Linked DNA regions of Sus scrofa: all the other regions are linked to region 1. Evidence: chromatin contacts called from public Hi-C, HiChIP or PLAC-seq and promoter capture Hi-C data. All regions are on one chromosome and are shown on one strand. Each heading gives the region's core, a stretch centred on a gene start, on an enhancer-like site or on the middle of the called end of the contact. The rest is flanking DNA. Distances are from core to core; before and after follow the strand shown.

Evidence for each region. Promoter capture Hi-C pulls out the DNA fragments that hold promoters and counts their contacts. A called contact is a pair of places that touch in the nucleus more often than the background predicts. HiChIP or PLAC-seq counts read pairs in DNA pulled down with a chosen protein or histone mark.
Region 2: a contact with region 1 is called in a Hi-C map of alveolar macrophages, with 4 times the contacts expected there. The contact joins the promoter of FLVCR2 here to the promoter of IFT43 in region 1. A contact is called at or near these places in 2 of 5 promoter capture datasets (fetal liver and fetal skeletal muscle), 6 of 47 Hi-C or Micro-C datasets (alveolar macrophages, embryonic fibroblasts, fetal skeletal muscle and 3 more) and 1 of 2 datasets of contacts at active chromatin or transcription factors (alveolar macrophages).
Region 3: a contact with region 1 is called in an H3K27ac HiChIP or PLAC-seq map of alveolar macrophages. The contact joins the promoter of LOC100624918 here to the promoter of IFT43 in region 1. A contact is called at or near these places in 2 of 5 promoter capture datasets (fetal liver and liver), 1 of 47 Hi-C or Micro-C datasets (embryonic fibroblasts) and 1 of 2 datasets of contacts at active chromatin or transcription factors (alveolar macrophages).
Region 4: an H3K27ac HiChIP or PLAC-seq map of alveolar macrophages shows a contact between it and region 1. The contact joins the promoter of TTLL5 here to the promoter of IFT43 in region 1. A contact is called at or near these places in 1 of 5 promoter capture datasets (fetal liver), 4 of 47 Hi-C or Micro-C datasets (embryonic fibroblasts, heart right ventricle, liver and 1 more) and 1 of 2 datasets of contacts at active chromatin or transcription factors (alveolar macrophages).
Region 5: a promoter capture Hi-C map of liver shows a contact between it and region 1, with 2.9 times the contacts expected there. The contact joins the enhancer-like site here to the promoter of IFT43 in region 1. A contact is called at or near these places in 3 of 5 promoter capture datasets (liver and skeletal muscle), 6 of 47 Hi-C or Micro-C datasets (alveolar macrophages, embryonic fibroblasts, mesenchymal stem cells and 3 more) and 1 of 2 datasets of contacts at active chromatin or transcription factors (alveolar macrophages).
Region 6: a contact with region 1 is called in a Hi-C map of embryonic fibroblasts, with 6 times the contacts expected there. The contact joins the enhancer-like site here to the promoter of IFT43 in region 1. A contact is called at or near these places in 5 of 5 promoter capture datasets (fetal liver, fetal skeletal muscle, liver and 1 more), 25 of 47 Hi-C or Micro-C datasets (adipose tissue, alveolar macrophages, brain and 15 more) and 2 of 2 datasets of contacts at active chromatin or transcription factors (alveolar macrophages and skeletal muscle).

What each region holds. Positions count from the first base shown.
Region 1 is chr7:99,154,085-99,158,059 of Sscrofa11.1, reverse strand. It overlaps IFT43 (intraflagellar transport protein 43 homolog), which reads right to left and starts at 2,171. Exons shown (of 9, transcript XM_013978326.2): 1 at 1,812-2,171. TGFB3 (transforming growth factor beta 3) reads left to right here and starts at 3,955. Exons shown (of 7, transcript NM_214198.1): 1 at 3,955-3,975.
Region 2 is chr7:98,716,614-98,720,588 of Sscrofa11.1, reverse strand. FLVCR2 (feline leukemia virus subgroup C cellular receptor family member 2) reads right to left here and starts at 2,270. Exons shown (of 11, transcript NM_001142840.1): 1 at 1,658-2,270; 2 at 1,394-1,655. The coding sequence starts at 2,133.
Region 3 is chr7:98,788,954-98,792,928 of Sscrofa11.1, reverse strand. LOC100624918 (feline leukemia virus subgroup C receptor-related protein 2-like) reads right to left here and starts at 2,261. Exons shown (of 6, transcript XR_002346017.1): 1 at 1,921-2,261.
Region 4 is chr7:98,820,421-98,824,395 of Sscrofa11.1, reverse strand. It overlaps TTLL5 (tubulin polyglutamylase TTLL5), which reads right to left and starts at 2,058. Exons shown (of 32, transcript XM_021099539.1): 1 at 1,921-2,058; 2 at 422-590. The coding sequence starts at 495. It also overlaps a transcript of C7H14orf1 not described here.
Region 5 is chr7:98,845,259-98,849,233 of Sscrofa11.1, reverse strand. The region is part of intron 6 of TTLL5 (tubulin polyglutamylase TTLL5); the gene reads right to left. Among named protein-coding and RNA genes, the nearest start is that of TTLL5, 25 kb to the right of the region's middle. Within about 2 kb of position 1,698, at least 2 of the 83 cell types and tissues checked have an H3K27ac peak or open chromatin away from gene starts, as enhancers often do. A contact at or near this core is called in liver, where this site is marked.
Region 6 is chr7:98,862,791-98,866,765 of Sscrofa11.1, reverse strand. The region is part of intron 9 of TTLL5 (tubulin polyglutamylase TTLL5); the gene reads right to left. Among named protein-coding and RNA genes, the nearest start is that of TTLL5, 42 kb to the right of the region's middle. Within about 2 kb of position 1,760, at least 59 of the 83 cell types and tissues checked have an H3K27ac peak or open chromatin away from gene starts, as enhancers often do. A contact at or near this core is called in adipose tissue, brain, embryonic fibroblasts and 8 more, where this site is marked.

The DNA of each region.
Region 1 (3,975 bases), core at 922-3,421:
CCAGGTCAATATTACTGACCAGGCCTTGGTATTGGGGAACCCCAGCTTGGACCCCCAGATGGGCTTATCGCCCTGAAATTTGCAACCTACCCCACAGCTTCAGCAATGCTGGATCCTTAACCCACCATGCCGGCCAGGGATGGAACCGAGCCTCAGGAGTGACCTGGGCCGTGCGGAGACAGCAATGGATCCTTAACCTGCTGTGCCACCATGGGAACTCCTGAATTTTTCCATTTCTTGTGAGCTCTATTAAACAATAATCAGTATCAGGGCTGCAAAGAACAAAGAGCTTTATTGGAGGGCTATCTTAAGAATTGTTGGGAGACAGATTCTGGTAAAATCAAGAGTGTTCCAGGGAAAAGAAAGAGTCAGGGGCTTACAAAAGGCAAAAGTCATGAGGCTGTTCTCTGCTACTACGAGAAAGGAAATGTTTGTCCTTAAGGAATCACGAGTTACTTCCGAGTAAGGGTCTGATAAGTAGATAGGCTGTCACGAGTTATTGTAAGGTAGGGGTCTGATAAGTATCTTGAGTTTCTGGCAGATCTTCTGGATGCCTTCATTAGGACAATAAGTGGTCAAAAGGTCAGATTTTATCCAGGCTGAGACTTACATAATTCACACTCCCCCAGTGACCTTTTAGTTCCATTGTAGAGAGCTTTCTTAGCAAGAGCGACTCTATTTCTTTCTTTCTTTCTTTTCTTTACTTTTTTTTTTTCTTTTTATTTGCATTTTAGGACTGCACCTGAAGCATATGGAATTTCCCAGGCTAGGGGTTGAATTTGAGCTGTAGCTGCCAGCCTACACCACAGCCACAGCAACACGGGACCCAGGCTGCATCTGCAACCTACACCACAGCTCAGGGCAATGCCAGATCCCCGACCCACAGAACCAGGCCAGGATCGAACCTGCATCCTCATGGATACTAGTTGGATTCATTTTTACTGCACCCCAACGGGAACGCCTGAGACTCCATTTCTATCTTCTTCCACAGCTGCACCATCACCACCTTGGGGCCACTTTCCAAGCCTTCACTCCTACTTCTTCCCTGACTTCCTGAAAGCAAGAGGTGCTCACTGTGTGCAGAAAGAGGCCCTGGAGTAGTGTCTTCCAAACCTTGCACTGACTCACCTGCAAAGTTTGCTAAAAACAGATGTGAACTCTGATTTGCTAGAAGTGGAGCCCAGGCGGGTATAACTTCAACAATTTTCCCTCCTGTTTTGCAAGTATTTATTTAAAGGCCTCCACAAGGCCTTCTCAGATTTTAAACTGCAACATTTCCCCAACCTAGGCACTTCCTCTCCTCCTTCCCTGCTTTATTCTCCACCATGGCATGGACCTTTTACCATTATTACACTGCTTACACATTTATTTCATTTATTGCCTTCCCATTGCCCCACCTCCACCTCGAGAATATAAAGTCCATAAGGGAATGGCTTTGTTTCATTCACTGCTGCATCCACCGAGCCAGGAACAGGGCCTGGCATATAGTAGATATCAAAATATTTCTCAAATGAGAGCTGAATTCCAGAGGCAGTATAGCATAGAGTAGTTAAGTGCATAGATTAACTGGCCACAGATTTCCTGGGTCCACATCTCAGTGTTGACGCTCACTAACTATATGACCTAAAGTCATTCAAAATAATTTACTCTAGAAAAAAAAGTTGTTTTAATTTTTTAAAGTTTTATTGAAGTACAGTTGATTTACAATGCGATCATTTCTGCTGTAAAAAGCAAGTTACTTTAAGCTTTCTGCATCTAGGAATATTTCCCAAACCTGAAAGCCCTTGTTAAATATTACCACCACCACTCACCAGCGGTGTACGCTCGAAAATCGGTCCGTGCCTCCGTTTCCTCAGCTTAAATTGATCAGCCACTGCCCTGGGGAGGCTGAGAGCATCCCTTCAGTTAGCGGCCTAGGAACCAGGAGCAGAACAGGCCCTCGCAGGAAGGGTCAGGAAGGCTGGGGCGAGGCGGGATGGGGTGGCGGCGGGCAGCAGCACTGATTCCCAGGAAAGTGATCAATTCAGAGACATTCCTGAGTTGGCGGGGCGGGGGCAGGCGTTGTGGCTTGCCCTCCCTACGTTTTTGATGGGAAAAGACCTAGAAGCTTAGGCTGAGAAAAGGAACGAAAGTGGAGAGAAAACCTCCCCTCACCCATCTGGGAAATGGGCTCGGGCCAACTGCTGACTTTGCGCTCGCTGGCGCAGCTCCCCGCGGAACCCTCGGCGGGGAGGGAGGCCAGCAACATCTGGAGGACATTTCTGCGAGAGCCGCTGCAGAAGGGGCTCCGGGAAGGGAGAGGTGCACTTGTACGCACCTCGGGCCGGGAGGGAGCCTGTTCCCCAGGGCACCTGATCTTGTTTTCTGCACCCTCCTTCGCGGCCCCATCTCCCCAGGCCCCCAGCCTTACCCCCAAACCCTCCCGACCCCGGGGGAGCCCCCGTCACTGGCGGCCTCGCCTCGCCAGAGGGCACCCTCGATCTGCCGGAAAACGCCACCATTTTTCAATGCCCCTGGAGCGTCGCCAAGCTTCCGCGAGCCACCCGACTCCAATCTTGTCAATGAAGAATCGGGGCCAGCATCGCCGCGGAGCTGAACCCAACTCCAACCCCGCTCCCAGGCCGGGCGTCACCCCCACCGAGGGTGGGCACGGCCGCCCCTCCCACGCCCCGCGCCCCTCTCCCCCCGCCCCGTCCCTGCCTACGTCCCGCCAGGCCGGGGGGCGGCCGGGGACGCGGGGCCTGGGAGGGATCGAGAGACCGGCCGAGGAGGGGACGGACTGACAGCTGGCGAGAGGGCGAAGGAGTCGGGGGGGAGAAGGAGGGAGGGGATTCATCGGAGTAACTTTCCAGAAAAACAGTCAACGTGTAGCAGGAGTGACTCCAAGAGGGGAAAAAAAGTTCAGTTACCACGTCGATCGAGAGGACTCGCAAAGTATTTTTCAAACGGGCTCGGCTTTTCCTGTGCCTGTTTAAAACATTAAAATCGTGCAGCAAAAGAGGCTGCGTGAACTGGTCCCTCCCCCCCAATCCCCCACCTCCTTTGCCCCCCCCCCCGCCCCCGGGCCAGAAACGTCATGGGAGGGAGGTATAAAATTTCAGCAGAGAGAAATAGAGAAAGCAGTGTGTGTGCATGTGAGTGTGTGAGAGAGAGGGAGAGGGAGAGGGAAGCTAGAGGGAGAGAAAGGGAGGGAACCAGAAAGCCAAGTCCAAGGGAATGAGCAAGAGAGGAGGCGAGAGATAGGGGAAGAAGCATGAGAAAGAAGGAGTAACAGCTTTCCGGAGGAGGCATGCAGTGAACCAACCGGCTTCTGTTTTATTCTTCTTTTCCTTTTTATTTTTATTTTTTAAGAAGCAGGGACCAGAAGCAATGGCCGAGGGAGAAGACAAGCCGAGGTGCTGGTGACCTGGGCGTCCAAGTGGATTATTGGGGCTACTCTCCAGGGGCTGTCCCCTTGCATTCCAATTGCACATAAGCCCGCATCCCAGCCAATGAAGATGAGAGGCAGCATGAACAAAGTCATTTAGAAAGCCCCCGAGGAAGTGTAAACAAAAGAGAAAGCATGAATGGTGTGCCCGAGAGACAAGTGTGTCCTGCGCTGCCCCCACCTTTAGCTGGGCCAGCAGCAGCCTAGCCCTGCCTCTCCCCACCTACTCACTGGGATCCGACTTTTTAAAAAAAAAATTTTTTTTCTTTGCTTTTCCATCCTCTTTTCTTATTCTCCTTCAGGGCAACGCAAAGATTTTGATTTTTGGGACCCAGCCATGGTCCTTCTGCTCCCTCTTTAAAATACCCACTTTCTCCCCATCGCCAAGCGGCGTTTGGCAATATCAGATATCCGCTCTATTTATTTTTACCTAAGGAAAAACTCCAGCTCCCTTCCCACTCCCAGCTGCCTTGCCACCCCTCCCAGCCCTCTGCTTGCCCTCCACCTGGCCTGCTGGGAGTCAGAGCCCAGCAGAACCTGTTTAGACA
Region 2 (3,975 bases), core at 1,021-3,520, 440 kb after region 1:
TTAAGGATCCGGCATTGCCACGAGCTGTGGTGTAGGTTGCAGATGTGGCTCGGATCTGGCATTGCTATGGCTGAGGAGTAGGCCAGCAGCTGTAGCTCTGAGGCCCTAGCCGGTGGAACCTTCATATGCCTCAGGTGTGGCCCTAAAAAGTGTGCACGCGCGTGCGCACACACACACACACACACACACTCTTCAACTTGTTTCATCCCCAGACCTTGAATCTTCTGAACATTCAAACCCACAGGTTAAAGAACACTGGTTAAAGGATTTTCTGTTGCCTGTCTGTGCTGAAGAAGGCCTGTCTAATGCTTTCATTGATTGCTTACACTATGACCCAAGGGGCAGGAAAAACCTAACTGGCTTGAAAAACTTTAGCTCGGGTTACTTTCCTGATGGTGAAGATGAACAGAATGGAAATTTGCCTCGAAGAAAGTTTGGAAATTTCTGAGCCAGATGAGAACTTTCTAATGAAAGCTTACATTTTCTAAATGTAATGAATGCATAAGGGAAAACAGGCCTCCAAGAACAAAGGGTCACCGGTCACTTGTCAAACGTGGAGCCACAACTGCACATACTTGGAAAAGAGGGAGACCCCAGGCAGTGATCCAGATAAAGAAACATGCCATAAATAGCTGCTTCAAACATTTGAAGAAGGCACCCAGATCTACAACATGGCCACCTTTCTGAGTCATATCCATGTGGAAATGCAAAGAATCTGAGATTCTCCCTCCAAAAAGAAGACAAATGGTTAAGAAAGGAGCTTTCCAGGCCCTTCCAAACATTCTAGGCCTTGGAAATTCAGAGCAAGAATTCAACTCCATTCTGCTGCACTTGGCTCTAACCCCCAGGGAAGGAGTTGGCACAAAGCACTGCCCCCACCATCCTGGCTTCAGGTGTGTATAAAAGGTGAGAGCGGCGTCAAAGGTCAACCAGGGCCCGCTCTGCCTTTCCATGCAAGCAGGAGATCCTATGCTTCAGGAAACCTGGCGAAAGCCACCTGCCAACTTCTGATGACACAGAATAGTCTGACACCCCGGGACTGCTCCCTGAAAGAAGAGCTCTCCTGAAGGCACAGGTCCGGGCTGGTGAAGGAGGTTGAGGAAGGAGACCACAAACCAGTGTGTGTTCCCAAAGCACACTGGCTGCTGGGGAAGGAGAACATGCAGGTGACAGAAAAGGCCCCTCCTTTTGCTTCCCCACCACTCTGACACAGTCACCCAGTCACAATCACTCACTCACACTGTCACACCCAGCTACAGTCGCCCAGGGTCACAAACACCATTGACATCTGAAAACCACAGTCTCCACTCAGGCGGGCAGTTCGCTACCACCAACACGGCCAGTCCCACAGGGACGCCCATCCCCCCGGTCAACCACAAAGCCCCCTGCCCACCTGGTTGCCAAAGACAGCGATGGAGCAGGCCGTGGACACCTCATTAGCCCCGAACCACACGGAGGCGATGCGGGAGGGCATGCCCAGGATGAAGACCTGGGCTACGGAGCAGATGACCTGGCCCAGCACGGTGACCGGGAAGAGATGGGGCTTGAGGCTGCCCAGCTTCACCCAGGCCCCCAGGCAGTTGAGAGCAGAGCCGGTGAGGGCTATGGTGCGCAGCCCGAATTTCTCCAGGAGCCAGGCCACAGGCAGCAGCAGAGGATGTATGTCAGCATGTAGCACATGGAGAGCCAGTCGATGGCAAAGGCACTGACCCCGTAGAAGTTCATGAAGATGTTGTTGATGGAGCCATACTGGATCCACTGGAAGGCGTTGCACATGGAGTAGCAGCTAAACAGCAGGACCACTGCCCACCGGCGCTTGCTCACCTTGATCACGCTAAGGTCCTCAGGGCCGGAGCTACTGGGTTGGCCCGAGCTACTGGGTTGGACCAAGCCACTGGGTTGAGCCAAGGTACTGGGGTGGGCTGAACTACTGGGGTACACAGAGACACTGGGATGGATCGAGACGCTGGGATGCGCGGAGGTGCTAGCATGGGCTGAGAAGCTGGGGTGGGCGGAGATGCTGGGGTGGCCGGAGACGCTGGGTTGGGCAGCGAGGTTGGGGTTCTCCTGGAGTGCAGAAGTCTGCGACGGCGCGCCATCGAGCCCTTCGTGGCTAGGATCTTCATTCACCATGACCACAGCCTCTCCTGGCGTCCTAGACAAGTGCTGAGGACTCTAGACAACTTAAGAGACAGTGGCCTCGTCCGGTCACCTAGAGCTGACGTGGCACTTGCCCCAGCCCGCCCCAGAATAAACGGAGTTCCGAGCCTGTGTAAAAGCCGTCAGAGGGGCGCCTTCGCTCACCCCCAAGCTCTGCTCCCACGTTTCCTCGGCGTCGTCTGTCACTGACTGCGGTCCTGGCCGCCGGTGTCTTGAGTCCTCCCCAGGCGTCCTGCGGAGGTTCAACCTCTCCGTCCAGGAAACAGTTCTTCAGGCGCAGCCTCTTCGCCGGACTCGGTTCGCTCCCGGGCCGGCTCGGGGCCTCGCCCCCTCCGGCGCACGTGACCGCCCCGCCCCCGTCCCGCCGGGCTTCCCCCACCCCCCTACCCACCCCCCACCCCACCCGCAAAGCCTCCCGCCTTCTGCGGCAGCTGGCCGGGCGGTATAGTTGTTTCGCCACCGCTTGCGGGTGCATTCCTCCCCCACGCCCCGGGCACCATGGAAACCGCCCGGTTAACCCCCACCCGTGCACTGTCCCTCAAATTCATTTGTCCCCTCCCAGGCCGCTCCGCAAGAAAATGCCCATCGCCCTTCCGAGGTAATCCTGCAAATATAGAGTCTCCTCCCTGCGCACACGGATGCCCAGAGCCCTCAATCTGCTCTATGGGATCCAAGAGGGATTCCCAACTTTTTCCGACTTGGCTGGGCTCCCCAGCCCTTGCTAGACTTTGGGTATAAAGAGCGATGTGTGGATTTCCCGGGCTAGTTGCGCTCCCGGGTAAAGGCAAGTTGCGGAAACTCGCTTTGCTGCTAGCTTTCCCTGCGGACCGGGTCTTATATTGGGGAACTCAGATTTGAACCTGTTCCGCAGGCTCTTCATTTCTGGAGGATCCCTGGGCGACCTCCTGGGCGAAGACCTGTGGGTAGAAGGGCTGGGGAGCCGGAGACCTTGAAGACCATGGCAGTGGTGCGGTGAAATGCCTGGCACAGCACGGGTTCCGGGCTTAGGTTGTGGTCTCTGCACCCACGTAGCCCTAGGCTGCCACCTGCTGGTCCACAGCCCGCTGCGAAGAGTAATCTCTTATCAGGGGCTGCACGTCAGGCTTGCCCTCTTTTTATTTCAGACTGGGGAGGGATCAGAGCCCAGATCCTCTGTGGGTTCAAACACGCGATTAGCTACTCCTAGGTGTATTCTGTAAAATAAGATACTCCACCTCCCTGTGCCTCAGTTTCTTGGAAAATCTATAAAATGGGAGGATGAAATAATAGTACCGACCTCACAGTGTTGTTTTCAGGCTTGAATGAGTTAAGACTTGAAAGCACTTGGAAAATTCCTGGCAGATAGTAAGCATTCCAGGGGTGTCAGATATCCTGACAATTAAAAAGTGAATATTTGTATTGTGCTAAACATGTTTACTGTATTACTCACAAGAATTCGGTAATGTAAGTGCTTTTGCCTGCCCAAACTTTTTAGATGGGAAAACTGACTCTCATAGAGGTGAGATAAGTTTTTACTTAAGGTCGCAGCTGACCTAAAGAGGCATAATTCTCATGCAAGTCTGTTTTTTCAAGTTACAGTCTAGCTAGTCAAGCACAGTCTGGGGACTGCAGGGCAAGCATCCTCTGGGGCTTGTTACAGAGGCAGAAGCCCAGGCCCTCCCTGAACCTATGGAATTGGAGGCTGCATTTTAAAAGGCCTCCAGGAGATTCCTTTGTTTGCACATTAAAGAGCCACTGGGTGCCACAGCTTTCCTGTCTTTTTTTTCCACCCTGTGACCAAAAATGAAGAATTGAAAGTTCTGGGAGTTCCTGTTG
Region 3 (3,975 bases), core at 1,012-3,511, 370 kb after region 1:
GGTGCAGGTCACTTTAACCAGTTGTTTGGCTAAACGGGTCCCCTAACTGGGCCCAAGTAAGCACCATGCTGTCCCCAGTAGGAACAGCCCTGAAAGGGCAGTAGACGGTCTCCACTGAGAGGAAGCTCTGGAAACGAGGTTTTCTCTCCGCAAGATCAAAGGTCTGCCCCCTCCACCCAGATAACCCTCCAGCCAGGACTTCAGAGCCCCGCTTCCTCCTTCTCCGGAAACTGTCCTGGATAACTTCCCACCGTTGGCAACTTCTCATCCATTGTCTTGCCCATTCAGCCCTTTCTATCAGGGGAAAGAAATCAAGGCAAAGGGTTTTTAAACTTCTGCAACAGCAGCTGTTTGCTCAAGGATTTCACAAGCACAAACCACAATTCAGAGAAGATTCTCCAGTTCTCTTCCATCAAGTACTATGTGTGCTTAACAGTAAAAGGCCCAAGAGGGATCTTAACTGCAAAGAACCAGGCCCTCATCTGCCATAAATACAAGGATCTGGAGCTGGGCACATGATAATTTGAAATTTCAAATCTGGCTGAGTAAGAGGTCCCTCTCCAGATTGCTCTTTCCTGTCCTCAGCCCTTTCCAGGGACACCAACTTCTCTGTGCAAGAGATCCTGTGAGCTTGAAAACCATCAGGCCGCCCTCCCTCAGCTGACGCTGGGGAGGGGATGACACCGTGAGGACGGCTGGATGATGCACATGATTATAAAACTGCTGAGCTATGGAGTGAAGCCGGCAGGAAGGAATGAACCCTTTAACGTGAGAAGTGGGTCTGTCAGGCTTAGGAAGACAGCTGGTTGGTTAACCTTAAAGATGGACCAATCACTGAAAAGGAGAAGCTCTAAACATTCTGAGTTTATCACAGCCCATGATACATCACTCAGATGATAAAAGAGGATATAAATTCACCAACTATCTCAATGATTTAATATATACACATTAAAGTTAACAGGTTATCTGAGGTTTGTGGTTGGGATTAACCAGTTAATTACAAGGCTAAGTTAATGGTCATTCTATTCTTTACGCTTTTTTGTATTTTCTAGATTTTTTTCCATAATCAGCATATATCATATACTTTTTTTTTTGGTCTTTTTGTTGAGGGCCGCACCCTCAGAATATGGAAGTTCCCAGGCGAGAGGTCGAATGGGAGCTACAGCTGCCGGCCTATACTACAGCCACAGCATGACAGAACATTAAGCCACTGAGCGAGGCCAGGAATCGAACCTGTGTCCTCATGGATACTAGTCAGATTTGTTTCTGCAAAGCCACAATGGGAACTCCCTATGATATACATTTTTAAAAAGCATTTTAATAATGTGGGCCTCAGGTATTCTCAGGTGAATGTGTGAGAGTATTAGTGTTTGGGGGTCAATCCTGTGTTGTTTTCTTTTGCCCCAGAAATTTAGAGTACAGAGCAAGACAAATTTAGGCTCACCACCAATCTCTGCCACTTACTATCTAATCTTGTATAATTTCTTTAACTCTCCTCATGGCTCAGGTTCCTCTTTGTTAAGTGAGACTGATAATGGTACCTTGTCTACAGGGCTGTGGAGGAGTCAGTGAGGTCAGACACACTCAGCACAGGGCCTGTGATATCACATGGGCTCAGGGAGATCAGCAGGCTGCCCATCAATTCTAAGGAGGTCACACTGGGGAGCTGGTGAATTACAACTAACCTTTACTGAGCAGCTAACAAAGTACTTCAGATCAGCTAGCATCTTATCCACAGCAACTACTCAGGCTAAAACACTTGAAGACCCTTGAAGCCTGGCCTCCAGTGTACACAGATTATATTTTATGGAATCCATGGTACCTACATTGGTGTCTAGGGCCATGTTCACAAGGTCTTCACCCAAGTCAGCAGGGGCCCCTGCCTCCCTGCCCCCCTACTAAGTCTACTAATGACCTTACCAATCATGACAAGGATGAAAAGCAGAGTGGCCACCCCTGCAGTCATGTAAGACATGATGCTGATGAGGTAGGCCAGCTCAGCCTGGTTGTCGATGTCAGGCACCAAGACAGGAGGGACCAAGAATCCAACGGCAATTCCAAGCTACAGAAGACAGAGATACTCAATGACAGATCCAATGGCCAAGAGGTGACAGCACACATTTAAAAGACCCCTAGTAAGAAACCAGTTATGGTTACCCCAACTTCCAGTCCTTCTTAAAACACAAACAGTGATGGTTTCCCCCCTCAAGACACCAGAGACCTACCTTTCTCTCTTTCTTTCCTTTTCTTTTCTTTCTTTCTCTCTTTATTTCCTTTTCTTTCTTTCTTTTTCTTTCTTTCTTTCTTTCTTTCTTTCTTTCTTTCTTTCTTTCTTTCCTTTCTTTCTTTCCTTCTTTCTCTTTCTTTCTTTCTTTCTTTCTTTCTTTCTCTCCTTCCTTCCATATCTCTCCTTGTTTTCTTTTTCCTTTTTTTTGTCTTTTTAGAGCTGGACCCACAGCATATGGAAGTGCCCAGGCTAGGGTCTAATCGGACCTGTTGCTGCCAGCCTACACCACAGCCACAGCAACGTGGGATCCAACCCGAGTCTGCAACCTCCATCACAGCTCTTGGCAACGCTGGATCCTTAACCCACTGAGTGAGGCCAGGGATCAAACCCCTATCCTCATAGATACTAGTTGGGCTTGTCTCTACTGAGCCATGACAGGAACCCCCAGAGACCTTTCTTTTGATTGACAGCTCAACTCACACACATCTGACCCCCCTCACCATTAATACCTATTGAAAATGATTATAGTTGGGACTCTCAATGCAGCCTGGCTCTTCTCTAGTGCAAACCATGAAATAATGGTTACTATACTCCAATCGTTATGGTAGAGTCAAACCATGTTGATTCTCCTTTTTGTGCCACTTAAATTCTTAATTTCCTAGAATCTATTAACCTAGAGCTGAGTGGCCAGCTGAGGGAAAAGTTCTGTACTACAGCCCCAAGAACTTGCATTCAGTGAGAGGTAGAACCCTCAGGTTGTTACCACATTTCCAAACACAAAAGCTTAAGTACATTGTATAAGCAACCCAGTAATTTATAAAGGATCTGTAGTGTGAAGTCACATGCAACTGTTCGAATTAATGCACAGAGGACATGAGCACTGGCAATCTGACTCTAAACAACTGAGGCACAAACACACACACACATTCACACACACGTGCCCAACAACAAATTGAAACATTTCATATCAGTTCAAACTCCAGTGACCTGATAGATAATGTGCCTTGGATGATCCTCAGGGCGGAAACGCTTCGATTCAGGAGTGACTAGCTCCAGGAGTTCCCGTCGTGGCTCAGTGGTTAACCAATCCGACTAGGAACCATGAGGTTGGGGGTTCGATCCCTGGCCTTGCTCAGTGGGTTAAGGATCCGGTGTTGCCGTGATGTAGGTTGCAGACGAATTCGGATCCCGCATTGATGTGGCTCTGGCGTAGGTCGGTGGCTACAGCTCTGATTCGACCCCTAGCCTGGGAACCTCCATATGCCGCAGGAGCGGCCCAAGAAATAGCAAAAAGACAAAAAAAAAAAAAAAAAAAAAAAAAAGGCAGTAACTAGCTCTGATACAATGCCCCAAACCCTTCTGCTGCACAAAAGACCAAGGCAGAAACTGGAAAATAGCTTCAGAACTCAGCCAAGCCTCAAATCCTAAGACTGAGAGAAGCCGAGTCGTTTGTCTAAGGTCTCACTTCTCTTTTATTGAACTTGAAAGCACCTGCAGGTAGAGAAGCACTTTGCTTTCACACCAACTGTATCACCATCAGCTGCCCACCTGCCAATCACCCTGAGTGGTGTTCTAGCCAGCGAGTTACAGCCACTTGGGATGGTCATTAGCGGTCCTCAGCTCCGGAATAGTCTCAACAGTCATCATCAGTAGGCTCAGGGTAGGGTTCTTCCAATGTACACAGTAGACAACCAATACATCAAGCAGATCTTTAGTGGACCTACTACGTGAAATCTGCTAGATTGCCC
Region 4 (3,975 bases), core at 809-3,308, 330 kb after region 1:
ATGTCCTGCCCCATACTTACTCAGTTAAGTTACTTGATCTCTCTCTCTTCTCATCATTCTATCATCCTAAAGGCTTTTGAGAAAATAACCAAAGTCACAGAGTTGGGAGACCTAGTTTTCTTCAATATCTAAAAATTTCAAAATCTCCTATGTTAGGAGCTCTGATCGAGAGTTGACTTAAGAGCTACTACTTACAAAAACTAGAGTCCATATTCATTCATGAGCCCAGAAACAGAGCCTTATCTTATTTCAGACAGCTGATGGTCACTCAATAATAAGACCTTGAAATAGATCACATGTGGAAACTACAACCAGAGTCAGACAACACCAAAGGAAGAATACCGGCTAAAAGAGAACATAAATAAAAGAGAACTAGTTCCCATAAAAGCAAAAGGTCAAAAGCAGCCTTGCTTTCACTTACTCTTGGCTTATCACCTCCTCATCCTCTGAGGATGATGCCATTTCCTCCAGGTCCCGGGCCATCACGACTGGCATTTCCTTTAGAGTTTGTCATGCAGTCAGCAGATGGGGGCCTCAGAGACCTTTCCTTGCAGATTCACCAGATCAAACAATTGGGGTGGCACAGATTCCTGCAAAAAAAGCCAAATGTTCTCAAACACAATGCAGTTGTCTTTTTATTATTAATCATTGCTGATTATCTTCCCAGCAGTGAAAATGAATACTTACCTAAATAGGGCCCAATCTCTAGAAGCTTACCTTCTTTCACAGAGCCTCACATATGCCGCACAAATCAAGATTTTTTTTCAAACATACTGTCTGTCCTCTATGTATCTGAAGAGCTGCTATTAAGTTTGAGTTTCTCACTTTTATTTTACACACTAAATCTAACGTGCACCAAAAGGATAGACTTACTTTACTTTTAGTTAAGTCTGAGGTAGGTGGCTGATAGCCTAAAAACATAGATTCCTTGCTAGAAAAACCTAACCTGGGTTAAAAATAAAAAGGCAAGTTTTAAGATCCTTGCAAATTATTTCCTTAGGCTCCATGACAAGTACAGGTAAAACAGCCTCATGTTTCTGCTAAAACAAATTCAATAGCTAAACCAAAGAATGAATACATTCTGCTCAATCAAGGTCATAAACAGCTGAGGAAAAAAAGAAAAAAAAAACTATCCTTCCAAACACTATCAAAAATTATTCTCCCTTACTAAAAATCACAAATTATGGTCTGAATATCAAACAGACATTAAAATCAGTATATTCCTAACTTAAAATATTTTAAATGGGGAAAAGACACACGTTCACTGTGTGTTTGAGAATGTAATAAAATTACAGATAAAGAAAATGAAAATGTTTGAATGGCCATAATCCCATTACTCAAGGAAAACCATTTAATATCAATCTTTCCAAACGTTATTTTCCTATGCATTAATATATGTGATAAGAACGTAAACAGGGCAAAAAATGCCAATCCCGACAATGATCCCTACACATCTTCAGCGAAATGGGCAATGTCTAACAACCTCAAAGGCGTTCTTCCGAGAATCCCCAACAGGATTTCTCAGTATTTCTCTAAATACTGGTAAGTCCCTTAAATTAAAACAAAACAAACTAGACCTCCAAGCGTGGAAGGGATGCCGACCTGTCCTAGGCTGCCAGGAGAGCAGGGAGAGACAGGGCAATCTGAAGAAGATTAAGGACACTCGCCTAAGGAGCGTCCTCGCCCGAAAGGGATCAGCCCCTCAGCCCCTCCTCCGACTCACCCCAATCCCAGATAGGTCCTCAGGCGCTCCCACACGGGAAGGACGCAGGCTACTCCGCCGCAGGGATTCAGCCCAGCGCGCCCGGAAGCCAACAGCTGCTCCCGGACTCTGCGAGGGAAGTGCAGCCGACCTGCGCCCGCCCAGACCCGGGAGTGCACCTCCCTCCGGCAGGGGAGTGCGCTGGCGCAGACATTTACCTGTTTCATCTTCCCATGGCTCGGGGCGGGCAGGCTGGGACAGCGCTCTGCGCCTGCCACCCTCCTTCTTCCCCAGCCGGGCTCAAGGCAGCCGCCGACAGCAGCTTCCCCGGTTACTACAACAACCAACCAGCAACCGCCCGCTCGGAGCCACTGCGCAGGCGCCCGCTACCCGGCGCGGACAGCCCTCGGCTTCGGGCGCGGGCAATTGTCGTCACTACTGTACAGCGCAAGCGCAGAGCCTTGATCGCCGCAGAGGACTTCTTTTTTCCGCTCTTTTTCCCTCCGCCCCTAAAGGATTGACTCAGAACCCGGGGCTCTTTCGCCACGCTCAATAGGATGGTTCACTGCTTCAGCAGCATAACCGGGGGTGAGGCTTGGGCAGCGACAACCGCTGATTGGCAGTAAAGAGGATCACGCCCCATCTCCTGCTAGAGCAGAACCAGAACAGCCAATCAGAGCAAGTACTGATGGAAACGACCCAATCCTGGAGCCGGGCTGAAGGTGGGGGCGGGGACAAGTGGCTCCGGTGGAATCGGTGTTGGAGCTGCCCTGGGGAATATCCTTTGCTGCTGCTGCTGCTGCTGCTGCTGCTGCAGCTGCAGTACTAGGGCCACATTTCTCCAGGTAAGGTGAATGTGGGGGAGGAGAGGTAGACATCTTTGTGGCATCTGAGAGGATCCGTAGAGTCCGGAAAAATGGGAGTGGGATAGAAGGAATACACCTGGGAGGCAATCTTCTGGGGGGAAAGAGGTTTCAGAGACCAAGAAAAGAGGGAGTTGGAAAGATGAAGTCTTGGTAGGTACAGAAGGCATGAGTGGATGAACCATTGAACGGCCACTATGAGCCTAGCACAGCGCAGGGAACCTTTACTTTCTCATGTAATTGTTGTGATAACCTTGGACGTAGGTATTTTTAATCTCCATTTTGCAGGTGAGGAAACCTAGGCTGTAAAGTGTAAATTACTTGCCCACGGTCACACAGCTGCTAAATGGTAGGGCCAGGAAAGGAACCTTTCACTCCCGACTCTGGTAAACACCACACTTTTGCTGGTCTGCACCAGGGCAAAATTTAAGAACAGATGCTGGATACTCTAGGAGGCCTCAAAAGCTTTAGGGAACTCGTGCTGAGCGGTTGGAAGAGCACTTCAGAAGAGTATTTGGGTCCTGCCTTCATCAGGTATCTGCTGGGGTTTCTAAGAGCTTCTGTGAAATGGGCATAAGTTGTGGCAAAGAGGCGGGCCATCCACACAACTTTTCTGACCCTGAGAGGAGAGAACCTGAGTCTCCTGTTGAAGGGGAGGTGGTGGTGCATATTTTTTCCCATGCTGTAACTACATGTGATTCCAGGAGAGCCCCATTCTCTCTGGACTTCGACAGAGTCCACTTTGGGGACCTATTTTCACCTAGCGATTCGTCCATTGACCCTTTCTTCTTTAGAGCTCTTAGATTGTTTTTTGGTCTTTCCCAGTGTCTTGAGCCATTGCTGACTTTAATATCTGTCTCAGCTGGGTAGTATAGGACCATTCTGAAAAGTCCACTACCAAAGTGACAGAGGAAGCCTGATTGTTTATCACCACTTCAGGCCCAAGAAGTTAACCTGACAACAAATAAACCATGGGCCAAGAAAACATAACAAAGATGGGAAGAAGTAATTCCATTATTAGATTTTTTTTTTAATCTACATGCATTTTATTTAAACCAAGCTGATTGAAATCAGTGCTCAGCAAGGGTTGATCTAAGGTTTGGGGATTTTTAAAAACAAAAGTACATAACCTGATGGTATTTTCTATACAGCTTGAAAACAGAAGTGGCTTTGATATGCTTGTCTTCCTCAAAAATGGGAACTCCATCCAAATATTCTTGGTGAGGCAGTCTTGTGACATAGAGACCAACAGACTGTGCTTCATATCTCAGCTCCCCCATCTCTTAGTTATGTAACCTCATCAAGTCACCTGTGTTTGAGCCACTTACATTGCAAAGGAATGACATGAAACATCAGGCTGGAAGTAAAGATCCCGGGGCACTGGTTCCAGCCAATAGAAGAGAGTTTTGA
Region 5 (3,975 bases), core at 449-2,948, 310 kb after region 1:
ACAGACTTTGGAAAACTTTTGGTTATCAAAGGGGTCACATAGTAGGGAAGGAATGGACTGGGGGTTTGGGGTTGGCATAGGCACACTGAGGTCTATGGAATGATTGGCCAACAGGGACTTGCTGTATAGCATAAAGAACTCTATGCAATATTCTGCGATAATCTACGTGGGGAAAGCATCTAAAAGAGAATGGATGTCTGTGCACGTGTAACTGAATCACTTTGTTGTACAGCGAAATTATCACCACATTGTAAAGTGACTATATTTCAATAAACCTTTAAAAAAATGAAAGGAAAAAAAGAATTATTTCTGTCTCTCTCAACTAAAGACAGCCAGAGGACACAATTCTAACCAGTGAGAAGTAAAGAGAAATCTGCTGGGATTTGGGGGGAAGTTTGGCTTTTCTGATATTGGCGCCACCCTGTCTTCCCTATTGTTTCCTTCTTCCTGCTGAGAAAGTTGTCCACTGGGGGCAAGATTCTTTTTTAGGCTCTTTGGGGTCACAGGCCTCCAATTCCACTACACACTGGAACTAGCAACAATGGCACCAGGGGTCTAGCAAGATCTGGTCTATATATGCTAGGCCCCACACTCTAACTCCTGGGAATAGTCCAGAACTATCCAGGCTTTCACATACCTTGGGGCAGTGGTTGGTCTCTGGACTAGACCTCTGCAGAGATGGATTTCGGGTTTTCTCTCATTAGAACAAAAAGCTACAAATCCATGAGCTCCGCCTGGGCTGGTATCTCTAGTGTCTTCAGGCAATCCTCACATCTGCTCTTCACCAGGTCCCTTCCAACGGCCCTTCGCAGCCCAGTCCCATGCCCTTCTGCCCTCTCGAACACCCAAATCCATGCCCAGGACCCTCATTCCTGGTACTTGTCCTCAACCCTCCTCACCGACAAGGCTGGACATATGTAACTAAACCTACTCCCCCTGCTCTCCTCTCCATCTAAAATTTATCTGGGTGACCACTTAGCCTTCTTCCTGCCCTCCTTTTGGGGGAAAGAGATGCCCAGCTCCTTCCTAAAGCTCAGTCTTCTACTTGGGCGCTTGACTGAACCCTCTCCTGCCTCCCCTGGGACCTCATTCCCTTGGTCACATCTTCTGGCTATCTCTCCCTTCTGACTTCTCTTCTCTTCCTTTTTCTCTTCCTTGGCAATCACATCCCCCTCCATATCTACAACTTTAAGAGTCTATATCTCTGGAGTTCCTGTTGTGGCTCAGTGGGTTAAGAACAACCCGACACAGTCTCCATGAGGATGCAGGGTCCATCCCTGGCCTCACTCAGTGGGCTAAGGATCTGGCGTTGCTGCGAGTTGTGGTGTTGGTTGAAGATGTGGCTCATATTCAGTGTTGCTGTGGCTGTGGTGCGGCTCTAATTCGATCACTAGCCTGAAGAACTTCCATATGCCACAGGTATGGCTGTTTAAAAAAAAAAAAAAAAAAAAAAAGAATCTATATCTCCAGCCAGAACTCAAAACTGCCTTTACAGCTCCCTACAAAACATCATTACATGCAGAGTTCCATGGTGGCATAGCAGGTTGAGGATCTGGTGTTGTCACTGCTGCAGCTTGGGTTGCTGCTATGGCTTGGGTTTGATCCCTGCCCCGGTCCTTCTGCATGCCTCGGGCAAGGCCAAAAAACAAACAAACAGACAAAAAACACCGTCACTCCTCGGAATTTTGCAATCACCGCCAATCCACACCAGGTCCAAACTGTGACACTCCTCCTGGCAGTCCCACTCTTCCTCTGCGGTCCTGGTTATACTCCCCCAGTTAGGGACTTAACAAGATCCTCCCAGCTTCTGAGACTCGCGCCTTCAGATATCTTTGACCCCAGCCTCATGACTCACAGCCAGTTAGTAAACCGTGCTTATTCTACCACTCTCTCCACCGCCACCTTTCCACCCCAGCTCCTAGCTCAGTCTATCCACACCTCTTACTGGGATCATGAGCTTGCAAGTGACGACTGTGTTTCTTCCCCTTGCTCTCTCCGATTCATTTCATGCAGTTATTTTCCTAAAGGCCAGCCTGTTCCCGTCCCTTTCCTTCTCAAAAAAAATCTCCTGTCCACACTCCAGCAAGCACTGGAAGGTCAGGAACACAAGAGTCATGGAGAAAAGGTGGACAGCAAAGGAAAAGAAGAGAACCTAAAACAGACTCTATGAAGAAAAGGAATGTCTCTTTGAAAGAGGAAGTGGTAGGAACAGGAGGGTTTGTCCCCTAATATGTAAACTTAGCTGCTGGATTTCTTCCCGGTGGATTTAATGTCAAGGTCACGGACTCTGGACACTGGCAAAGAATGACCAGCATGCTGGCAGGATTGAAACTAAGAAGATTCTTCTTTATTACCATGTCTTCCCTGGTCCCTCTTTCCCACAGTAAGTCCCCCCTGTGGTCTTTGGGTGGCAATGGCAACATGGGATTTGTTTTGAGACGGAAGAACAACACTTGCCTGTAATAACCACCCTTGTGGCTAAATGTGGTGGCTGTGGGTTGCAGCTGTATTCAGTCTATGTGTTCTACTGGCTTTTTGAATTCATTTCTGTTAGAAAGTAGAACTCCTAAGAGTTTGAATAATATACTAAAGAAGCAATTCTTCTGAAAGTCAGGTCAGGCTTGAATGGATGGAAAAACTCTAACTCTATCTAATCTTCCAAATGAGCATCCCGCCCTCGATCTGCCTCCAAAGGGTAGGGAAGAGCTTCAGAATGAGAGAGAGTGGAGAGAGGAAGGGAATTTTCAACTTAATATCCCTCAATGTTTAAGAGGGAATTACTCTGGAGTTTGAGTTCTCATCAGGAGTTCAACAGTGGGAGGAGTTCATATCAACTAGCATTGCTGACATGCTAGTTGAAGCATTTTTATGCCATCATGTTTTTTATTTTTATTACATAACAATATGTCTCAACATAACTTGAAGTAGGAAATATTATTGGACATTATTAAGTACCTATCAGGCGCCTTCCAACTGCTTTCCCTATATTAACCTATTTAAACATCCCAACAACACTATAATGTCAGTACTAGTAACAGTCCCATTTTACAAAGGAGGGAGCTAAGGCACCGGAGGTTTCAGTAGCGTGGCTAAAGTCCCATCCCGAAAATCCCTAACTATAAATGTTCAGCTTTGAGTGCACTGCCCCTTTGAAGTTAACTTACTTCATTTAGTTAATCCTCTATTGTGAAATATTTCAGAGCCTTCTGTGGGCAAACACTGAACTGCCAACCCCACTGGTCCCAGCAAGGGCAACAAGTATTCTCAGATGGATGGCCTCACCCAGGTGGAAGTGGGAGGTCCTAGGGACTGACCCAGTGCTGCAGGCCCCAGAGGTGAGCACCCCACTGGGGGACCGGACCAGACTGCTGAGTCCAACAGGTCAAAAAAAATCAAAAGTCAACAGAAAACCTTCTCTTCCTATCTTCATGCTTCCTCTACGCATAAGATAGGAATAGTCTCTCTCGGACTTACTGAGAAGAAAACTGTCTGCCTGCCCTCTCCGTGTGCTGTGCCTGATCCTCCTCACAGAAGTGACTCTCTCATTGGCCACACTGGAAAATGGTCACTGTGTGCACACGCCCAGTGTCTTTGGCCATGAAGACCAAAGCACAGTGGTGAGGAGCTTGGCTTCTGAAGCCAAAGTGCCAGGTCTGGATCCTAATCCATCATTTGCAGCTGAGAAACTTACAGAAAGTTACTTAACCTCTCTGTACCTTCGTCTTCCCATCAGTAAAACTGGGAACAATAACACTACTACCTCAGAGTAGGCATCACTTAGAAGAGGGCCGAACAGAAAGGAAACGTACATGAAATGTGAGCTATTATTATTATTCCTATTTAGACTCTCACAAAAGACCTGTCTCACCCCTTCTCTGTACTCATGCCTCTTCTGTGCACTAAGCCTACGGAGGCAGGCTCTGCCCGTCATGGGGGAAAGCCTGAAATAGCCCATTTCCTCTGCTTGGCCCTGGG
Region 6 (3,975 bases), core at 511-3,010, 290 kb after region 1:
AATCCCTGCCCTTGCTCAGTGGGTTAACGATCCGGCGTTGCCGTGAGCTGTGGTGTAGGTTGCAGACACGGCTCGGATCCCTCGTTGCTGTGGCTCTGGCATAGGCCGGTGGCTACAGCTCCGATTGGACCCCTAGCCTGGGAACCTCCATATGCCGCAGGAGCGGCCCAAGAAATAGCAACAACAACAACAACAAAAAAAAAACAACTCCCACCTTCAAATAACACCACCTTGAGAGTTAGGATTTTAATATGTAAACCTGGGAGGTCACATTCAGATCACAGCACCACCATGCATCACAGACTTGTTGCCACTGAATAGTAAATGCCCTTTAGATGGTACATGTGAGCTCTGGTTCTCCAGTCTCCACCTAGCCAGCTGTTTAGTCAATGTCCTTGTGAACACTGAGGTTTGCGATTTGTGATTTAGATCTTCACATTTCATATTTCATCCTAGTTAGGTCTGAAAGCATCAACACAATTCTTTTATTAGAAACAACCTAAAAGTGGTAATTCTCTACTAGCTAGCCTAGGACCAAGTTTGCAAATACTTCTCCTAACACACATACTGAAATTTACATGAGGAATTGAGTCTTGAACCACCTCCTTAATGAAATCAAGCTTTAGGAAAAGCTCTCAAGACAGAATTTCATAGCCTTGACCTTTAAGCCTAAAAAGGGGGGGGGGGGCAGGGAGAGGGAGCAAGAGAGAGAAAGAAAAAAAAGGTGGGGGGGAACTCTACTTTTTTTGCCAAATCAGAAACTCTGGGTACTATTTCACAACCTACTGATGAGTAGAGAACTATACGTCCATTTTTTTTTTTTTTTTGGTACACACTAAAACATATTAGATTATCTTTATTCTAATAGACAATAAATTCTTTTTATTTTGCTTTTTAGGGCCACACCCATGGCACATGGAGGTTCCCAGGCTAGGGGTCAGTTAGGAACTACAGCTACAGGTCTATCCCACAGCCACAGTAACATGGGATCTGAGCCTCATCTGCAACCTATACCGCAGCTCATGGCAACGTCAGATCCTTAACCCACTGAGCGAGGCCCGGGATTGAACACGCATCCTCATGGATACTAGTCGGGTTCATAACCCACTGAGCCACAACAGGAACTCCTCTGACAATAAATTCTTAAATCAAAAGCTGTATTTTCTTTTTGCTTTCGAATGTTTCTCAATGAGAATGAAGACAATGGTAATAATTTGTCTAAAACTCTTGAGTGAGTGAGTGTGTGTGTGTGTGTGTGTGTGTGTGTGAAGGAAGGGTCTCGCTGTTAGACATACAGTAGGTACCTGACAGGCACTAAATGAAACCACACCTGAGTTGCTGGTTCAGGAGCTCTACTACATGGACCTCAAACGGGAAGGAAAACACAGTTAGTGGGGTCCTTTCACCTCTCCTTTGTTCTATGAACACGAGACCACAGTCAGTCCCTGAGAGTCTAGATGGAGGATAGTTAAACCACACATTTATTCTAACAAACATTCACTGCAAACACACAAAGTAAGGGGAGGGCAGCTCTGAGGAGACCCTGGCTGTGGCGGACACGTTATCTTTCAGCAGGTGTAGCCATTCAGAGCCACAAAGGCCTGGAGGATCAAGAGACAGCGCCTCAGGCAGCCGTGCCAGGAGCCACTGGGTTTCATCCTGCCCTGACCCAGAAAAATCTTATGGAAGAGAACAAGAGGCCCAAGAGCTCTCTGATCTGCTGTCAACCAGCTGCGGCCGGGAGACTGCCAAAGTGCTGCAGTGACGAGGCAGCGCCCTGCGGAGCCGTCTGGGAGGGGATTACCAGCCTGATCCCCTGGTCCTCAGAGCCAGAAATGACTCAAACTTCACAAACAGCAAGGGCCTGCCAGGGAGGGTGACAATGAGCGCTGGAGAGGGTTTTCTCCCCCTTGTCGGTGTCTCTCCCCTCCTCCTGCTGCTGTGGCAGATTCTGGACAGTGTGCAGCCCGTGAGGTAATCTGAATTCCTTGGCAACCGGCAAGTACCTGAATTCTTTCAAAACCACAGGAATCCAGCAGAGAAAAGGTAAATATCCCTGCGGAGCCAGTGTTAATTAGCAAGGAAGGCTACTGAAGAAGGAACTGGGGGCGGGGAGCAAGGGAGAGGCATTACAAATGCTTCGGGATCTTTTCTGAGTTTCCACTGAATAATATGGCTGAGGCCAAAGAGAGGCAGTCCCCGACCAGACCAACCGGGGCCTCCTCGGGCCTTCTCGGCATCCCCTTCTCCCACCTCCGCCGTGTGGGTGGAGCTCCCCCAGTTCCCTGGATGGGCTCTTTCATCCCCCCCACCCCACCCCAGTTGCTAGCGCTACCTAGCTTTGGGTCTCTGACAGCACATTTGGTTTTCAACTCAATTTTGTTTTAACTTTCTTTTTCAACTTTTTATTTTTCCTCTTTCAGCGAAAATTTGGCTGTTAGCTTTGTCTCAAAAAGGGCCTTCACAAATGGTTTAGACCACATACTGGATCCACCTAAAACTGTAAAATCCAGGACAAAGTCTTTCTGGATTCCACCTCTGAAAGGAAAAAGAGCCTGCACCATTTTGGTAGAGAACAGCACCCCTCTTTGGAAACCGGAGTGTCCCCTGCTGGTGCCAAACAACAACATACGAGGAAAGTCAAAAAGCAGGAAGGGGCAAAACACTGGACTCAAATACTACTGACACCATTTTTTAAAACGTCTCAATATTTTGTCCACATATAAGAAGAAGAGAGTTTTTCTACTTCCCATGTTAATAAGACAAGGACAACTGAAATTACTAGTCTAGAAAAAAAGCATTTAGGGTCTTTTGCTTTAGTAAATCTAAGAAGGTAAAGAATTTACACAAAATTCTTACTTCACAGAACCGTCTTATGAAATGAACTTAACCTTTCCGTCACCTAAGCATGACTTCTGAGGCCCCAAACAGAAATGATACGGGTTCTAAAAAAGGAGACCAATGACACTGCTGCCAGTTCTGTCTCTTTAGGAAAGATGATGGTTTTCCTTGTTGAGCCTCAAAGTAAAATGTTTGAGTGATCTCATCCCAAACTGATTATCTTCAGTAATGTCCATATAAAACACACGTGACCCAAGGTTACTAGAGACTGCAGATCTGGAGATGCTGTAGACTATTGTTGAGAGTAATGACACAATCGAGCGGATTCTGCGGATTAAAAAGAAGCAGAGGAACGCCAAGATACACAGCGGTTAAGACACAGCAACTTAGGCGCATGGAAGTTATTGCACAGAGCAATGCACCCTTGCAGGACTGGCTAATAGCCTGTCATAATGTATTATCCTCTTGTAAAGCTTTATTATTCACCTATGCTTTTAGGTAAAATGAGCCAAAGCCCTGAAAATTCATATTTTTTGGTTCAATTTAATCCAAGTTTTAAAAAAGCTGTTTTCCAAATTATTCTGAGAAAAAGCATCCACTAAAAAAAATTATGGACACATACTCAGTTCCTGCTGGAGGCATGAGAACAGAGTCACTCAATTCAGTGGGTTCTGACTTCCCACACACAGCCAATAGCCAGAGCACTTGCATGTCTGTAGTAAATTTTATAATAAATATTGGTATTGCAATCTGAATCACTTTGCATCTGAACCACTGAGGTTTTAAAACTATGCCAGATTTTACCAACAGAGAGGCTATTAATACTGCGGGTGAAGTACCTTTGGAATAATATGCAAAACATACTGCTATGATATCCTTGAGAAACAGCATGACCTTGAGGTCTCTGCCCTATTCAGGAAGCCCAGTTGATGGCAGGACATAATCAGCTCCCAAGAAGGGGAGAGGAAACAAGCTGGGCGAAGATGAGTGGAAGCAGGAGGGTGAAGGAGCTCATGGCACACAGAGGGAAACAGGGACATCTCAAATTACAAAATGAAAAATCTTCAGCACCTTATACACCTGAGCAGAAGCAAGGGGCCTATTTCACCTTCTTTTTGTCCTAGATACTATGGA